2 separate regions of the Gossypium arboreum genome follow, and region 1 is linked to region 2. A link is a contact called in public Hi-C data. All regions are on one chromosome and are shown on one strand. The core of a region is the stretch at or near the end of the contact, and the rest is flanking DNA. Distances in the headings are between cores, read along the strand shown. Region 1 holds the start of LOC108486658 (probable polygalacturonase). Region 2 holds the start of LOC108486164 (20 kDa chaperonin, chloroplastic-like).

Region 1 (3,585 bases), core at 904-3,403, 390 kb after region 2:
CAGGATCAATTCCATCAGTATTTGGAGCTCCAAATACAGGTGCTAAGATGGTTACATTCCTAACGCTTACATTCTTGCAATCATATGGATGAAAAGTCCAAAACGGAGAATCACGTAAGGTTATATTAGAGATTACAATGTCATTTGACCACATTATCTGCACAAGTGGACCCCTTGTGTGGTTGAGTAGCTTCTGACGATACTTCGTCCACCATGATTGACCCTGACCATTTATGGAACCATTGTGCCCTGTTGATTTGTAAAGATAAATGGTAAAATCGGACTCGACCAGCATTGAAAGATCCATATAGAACAAAGACCACAATGTTGATTTGTAATGAAAAAATGATAAATCAGACTCAAATCTAGCAGCCAATCGAATTTCCCTATTAATTATCATTGTTGGAAGTGCTTATTCATCCAAAACCTTGAAAAGGCCGTTTCTTTCCACTTTTCTCCATCCGAAAAAAAAGTAGTAGCAACTACTTTGAATAAGCAGTAAGCCAGGGTATAAAGGGTGCAGAAAACAGGTTCAGACCAGTCTAAAATTGTATTTTTGAGACATCGACAAGTAGGTGCTATGACATAGAATAGGTAAATTGGCTGGCTCTATCAGGTGAGCAACCTTTTCATTCAAACAATTTAATGAGAAACCTATTAGGGGCAGGGGTGAAGAAGCTTACCAGTTATAACAACATCTTCGAGGTTTTGGCCGTGGATCAAACTTCCATACCGAGATCCACGATGCTCTCTTCCGTACCCGTATGATGGCAATGGAGGCATTAATGGCCATCGCTTCTCGTCCTGTATGATAGCGGGAAACAGCAAACAACAAGATCGAATCCACCAAAATCCAAAGTTTTAAACACAATAGCCGGATAACACAGAGAAATCAGGAATACCGTCATATTTGCATGGAAAGGATCAAAGTTGTCACTAAATATAGTCATGATGTGATTTTTTTCACACTAAATATTGGTCCCCTTTCATCACAAATCACAACCCATAAACGACTAAACATGTTAAATAACGAGGGAGAATATCATTTTTCATTGCCAAAATTCATGAAAATGGAAAAACCAACCTGGATTCCAAGAATCTCAGCATCCTCAGCAAGGAACAAAGTCATATGACTAGTAAGATTAAACGGCGCCGTAAGCCATTTTCCAGGCGGGACATTGAGCTGACCACCACCTCTCTTCCCAAGCTTCGAGATGGCCGAGATAGCCCTCTCAAACGCCGCCGTGTCATCCGTTACCCCATCGCCAACCCCGCCAAAATCCGTAATATTAAACTCGAAAGGCCGGGACCCGGACATAGACCGACCCGGCCCAGCTTTTCCGAACACAGAGAACCCAGCCCCAACTATATCCCGTTGCCATAGAAAAACAGAACCGAAAGCCGAGATCCAGAGAACAATAAACAGAGTTTTATGCGAAGAAAGGAATGCCGGAAATCCCCCAACCGGCAATGACTCAGCCATATTGGGTTTAGCGAATTTGGTTAAAAGAAACGATTTCTGGCCCTTTTAGTAAAAGGGGTGTTGTGCTTTGTTGGTGAGATGATGGAGATGAGTAGCCGCCAGATTTGGTCGATTGGAAATGGAGTACATTTCAATTCTAGGGGAGATCGCAATGGTCAATGGAGAACCAAGTCCATAGTTTCTAGCTTTGGGCAGGTCGACGTTCTTGAGTTGAATGAAACTAGATTTTTTTACTGCGGGTATCAAGTTGCCTGCGTGGTTTATTTGAAGGATGTAATTGGATTTCGGATTGTGTGAGGTTTCAGTCACGGCAGCGAGATGCAAAGTCACATCACCATCATCGTCCGGTAGTAGGTAAATAGTTGAAGAGTTGCAATCTGACCATTTTGAAAACAGTAGTTGAGATGTTGACGTCAAACACGAAAAACTCTTTCGTTATACGAAATTTTCCGGTTGTTGACCTGTGTCAACTAAAACCTGGATCTTTATTTATGTGCCCATCTCACACTGTTTGTTCGGCCTTCACACTTTACACCCATATTCCCCTTGGGCCATGATTTAATGGCCACTTTCTCGTTTCTTTTCCTTCATTTTACTCGCCTAAAAATAAGATTTTTGTAGTTCCGTCACTATTTTTAGTGAACGTTTTTATCGTAGTCAGACAGCAAGTTTGAATTTACCATTGGTTAGGAGGATTCTCCAATTGTTAAAGTGAGTTTGGTATTGGAGAATAAAGCATGGAGGAAAATAGAATTCCAGATTCGTTAACCAAAATAATTTCTGACAAGAAGAAAGATATATGGGTCTTTGAGAAGGTTCTGGGGGAACTCATACATCTCTTGGAATTCAACATGGATAGAAATGGTGTTTATTTGCATTAGTCTAATGTAATTGCTTGTTTATTTTGTCATTAAAAAAATTTTAATGGCCGTGCCACATCATATCTACATATTTTATTTTATCATTCAACTTTTAAATTATTTTCAGTTTCACCGCTCAAAAATATCATTTTTAAATATTGATCATGTAAAAATATTAAAAATTAAAATTTTAAATTTCAGAACATTCAAATCAATCTTATAGATTGTTGGAAAAATTTATCTTTTAATTGTGTCAATCAATTTGTTACTTTAAAATTGAAATTAATTAATTTAATCACCTTCTAAAATATAATATTTTATTTTATGTTTTTAAGTTATGCTTAATGAACTCAACTCAAACAAAACTCACAATTTTGTTGATTATATGATGTTGAATCTTTCACGTTAATTTAAAAGAAAAAAAATCCTTGCAATTAATTAAATTAGTTAATTTGATCTTCCATGCCAAACAAAACCTCGAATTTTTTCCATCACTTCTTTACCCATACCAAGAACAAGCGATCAATTTAATTAATTGAAAATAAATTCTTTTCTTTTAGCATAGCACGTGGGATTCAAGATCATATAATTAAAGGAACTTTAGATTTTTAAATATTATTAAATATGAGTTATTTTAGTTGATTTCATTAAGGATAATCTGAAACATAAAATAAAATTTAAAATTTTAGAAGAATATTAAATTAATTAATTTAATTAATTTCAATATTATAATAACAAATCGATTCATATTATCGAGGATAAAAATTTTAACAATTTATTTAATTGATTTTGATATTTTAAAATTTCAAGATTAAAAAAATTAAAATTTTCAATAATGAGATAAACAAGTACAATTTGACAATTTTAAATGCATTATTTTATTTTTTATCACTTTTTCACTTTACCCAAATCAAGACTTAAAAAAAAGATATTTTTGGGGTGATCAAAATGAAAGTGACCTGAAATTGGGTGATCAAAATGAAAGTGTAAACATGATATGCAGGGCAAGGGGAAGAGGCCAGGTAAGAGCTTGTGGAAAATTATTGTTTTAGTCCCCCAAAATTTATAAAATCATAAGTTAATATATGGAAAAATTATAATTTGGCCCCCAAAAGGCTAGAATTTCGATTTAGTCCTCTTGAAAACCATAAAGATATAAGCTAATACAAGCGTAAAATTATATTTTATTTCTCATAAAAAAATATAACTTAATCTTGCCCCCCTAAAAAAATTTATGGCTTC
Region 2 (3,322 bases), core at 348-2,847:
AGGCTTTGTAAAGTCATATTCTAATAAGAGTGTAGTAAGAAAAGAAGTGTAGTTCTATATGATTTTTACTTATTCAAGTCACTTAATTTTAACAGAAACTGAATCAAATTTTTTGACAGTTTTTTATCATAAAAGAACACTATTTTTCCTGACACGAATTATTAAGACATATCAAGGACCTATTTATTCTGCAGCAAGAATAACAAAAAAGTAGAAACTTTTTTATGTTTTTCATTGGGAAGCCTATGGCTTAAATTCATCTAAGCTGAGCTTCGATATATTTATAAGCGACCCCATCAAATAAAACACTTACCAATTATTGGCATCAAAAGGATCTCATTATTCTGCAATTTTTTCTATATTTAGGCATATGCTAATCCTTTTGTGAGTATAATTCCGATGGCATTTTTAATTACAGGCATGTCAGTATGAATGTGTTCCTATGGACGACCATAGAGTTCAATCGTCTAACAGGAGCCAAAACAAATTAGTAAACTTCATCAATAGTAAATTCAATTCTTTTTTTCAATCCAAGTTATTCTTCAAAAAGGTATCACAACTTACGGTATTATTAACCTTGCAAACCCAAAGAAAGTAAATACATTCCATTTCCCATTATGTTTCCTCAATCTACTTGACTTAATATACACATAATATGTTTTTATTTATTTTAGGCTTCATTCATTTTAGCTCCTAAAGTATACTTATTTTCTCATTTTAATCCTTATTTTTTTCCTCAATTTTATACCTTAAAAACACTTGAATTTTCAATTTAATACCTAAAATATACCTTCGTGATATTTTTTAATCCAGTTTTCTCATAGCCAATTAAAAAATACCACGAGGTGCCTTTATATACAAAAATAACTATTTTCTTTATTAATTGTATATACACATTAAAAATGTAAAAATGGAAATAAATATATAAAGTTTAGAATATATATATATATATATATATATAATCTAGAAAAAAACATATGAATTATAAAATTTATAAAAAAATTAAAAATTTGAAAAGAAATCAGTGGAAATTAATAATATTATTGAAAAATTTAAAGAAAATTTAAAAAAAAGTTTAAAGTACACTGGTGAATGATGATTCTTTTGTGACAAATGATGTTCTTTTTGCGCCACACATCAATATTTTTGTGAAGTATACTCTTTTTCCTTATAATTATGGACCGCTTTTTATGCATTTCAGTACCTATGGTTGTGCTTTTAACTTTGAAAACAATTACTAAATATTCATCTATTGTTGATTTAGCATTAGTTTGAGTGGTATGAATATTAATGTCAATGTAAAAAAATATGAGTTTAAGTGCGTTAAAGCGCATTATTTTTCTATTTATAAATTTGAGAAGGAGTATACTTTTTTTTTTTTTTTAAAAATTCAATTGGATTAATGAATTCAAATCTTAAACAAAAAAATATCCCATATGTTGGATTCGGTTAACTCTAGCTAAGTAGGCCTAAGAAAACAAATAACAAAAACTGGCCGCCATCAGATTGGCCCATAAATTCAAAAATAAAAACTGAACAGAAATAATAAACCTATATCTATACTCCAGTCGTCGGGTACAGCTGGCCATCATAATGATACTGCCAATTCATATCCCCGAGACAGCTGTAAAGCGATAGCAGATCTTCTGAAAAAAATCTTTTGCTTATCTACTTTATTTCCAAAACGGAACCATTTCCTTTTCTTCCATTTCAAAAGTCACAAACTCTTCTTTTCCTCTTTCATTCCGATGGTCTTAGTCGTTTCTTCTTCTCTTTTAATCTGAAAGTTCCAGGAAATTTTTCTCTATTTCTCTTCTAATCGATCGTGGAATCCCTCCCTCTAGGTATTGTTCCTTGCCATTCTTGAGTGCTGCTTTTGCTAATAGATGAGCGCATGTATTTTTTGTCCTTGGGATGAAATGGGATCTGATTTCTTGGAAATGTGTCTTTAGACTTTGAATGTCACCGATAATTGCTCCGATATTTGATCTGTCACGATCTGCACTTTGACATTTTGTTATTATCGTTCTCGAGTCTCCTAGTATGTCCAGAGTATGAAAACCCATATGAATCCCTAAGTTTTTTGCTTGAAATCGTACATGTGCTTCCACCCAAACGGAGATGCAACGTTGAAATGAAGAGTTGATTTTAATGCTATGATTCTACCCCCTCATCTTTAACAACTAGGTTTGATGCAGATCTAAAATTTTGTAGGTCAAAAGCCACATCAAAATAGATAGCCACATTCGCCCTCTACATGTTCTGTATAGGTCTCGTTTTTGCTTCCAAGATAAGTACTTTGTCCTCTATACCATCAAACTCTGAAATGTAATTGGTAACTTGTTTTGAGATATCTTGACTGGTGCTTCATTTGCCTTCATAGATTAACTTGTTTCTATTTGTCCATATTAACCAGAGTCCGCAACAAAAGATTCTACATTGCTCATTCGTCCCTTGATTGAAAACCCAAGTAAGCCAAGTCCAAAAATCTGGATTGCTATTATTAAGAACCCATGAGAAGTTTAAATGTCTCCACACTTCCTTCGTTGTAGGGTACAATCAGAAGACATGGTTACTGTCTCCACACTGATCCTCAACCATTACTCTTCTCATCTTCAGATTAGAAAAAGTGGGGATGTAATTCCACAAAATTTTCCACACTGTAATTTTGAATTTCGAAGGCATGTATAGGTTCCGCAATTTCCTGTAAAAATTTTTAGTATCGGCCTGTATATAATTACTAGGATTCAATGTAGTATCCTGTAATAGTTTATAGGCACTTCTTACTGAGCAGTTTCTAAATGACTCCCCTCTCTACACCTGAAAGTCTTCATGAGTGGATTTTGCTAACAGAATTTGCAGTATTTTCCTAGCAATATCCGTATGAAAGGTATGGACAATCAATTAACTCTTCCAAGTTCTGTTATCTTCATCGATTAAGTCAGACACTAATCTGATATTTTCATTTCTGTTGTGATTTTGTATTCTGTCTTCTTCTTTACCCAACACCCAGAGATCGGTCCACACTGATATATGGTCTCCTTTACCAACCCTCCAGCATAATCCTTCCTCCAGAAGCCTTTTTGCTGGCCAAACACTCCTCCAAGTAAGTTAAGGTAAGTTACCTAAATGAGCATTTAAGAAATTTGTATTCAGGTAATACTTAGCTTTTAAAATACGGGCTAACAAAGAATTTGGATAACTAATAAGACGCCAACCCTACTTAGCTAATAATGCGATATTAAATTTATCAAGACTTCGAAAACCTAGACCACCCACTTCTTTTAGCAAGCAAATATCCTTCCAAGCACACCAATGAATC

The links. Hi-C and Micro-C count contacts between places; a contact is called where the count stands out from the background.
Region 1: a contact with region 2 is called in a Hi-C map of leaf, with 5 times the contacts expected there. The contact joins the promoter of LOC108486658 here to the promoter of LOC108486164 in region 2. A contact is called at or near these places in 2 of 5 Hi-C or Micro-C datasets (both in leaf).

Annotation. Positions count from the first base shown.
Region 1 is chr6:121,137,323-121,140,907 of ASM2569848v2, forward strand. It overlaps LOC108486658 (probable polygalacturonase), which reads right to left and starts at 2,154. Exons shown (of 5, transcript XM_017790825.2): 1 at 1,085-2,154; 2 at 684-804; 3 at 1-249. The coding sequence starts at 1,483.
Region 2 is chr6:120,749,971-120,753,292 of ASM2569848v2, forward strand. LOC108486164 (20 kDa chaperonin, chloroplastic-like) reads left to right here and starts at 1,598. Exons shown (of 9, transcript XM_017790034.2): 1 at 1,598-1,844; 2 at 2,215-2,470; 3 at 2,553-2,890; 4 at 3,014-3,116.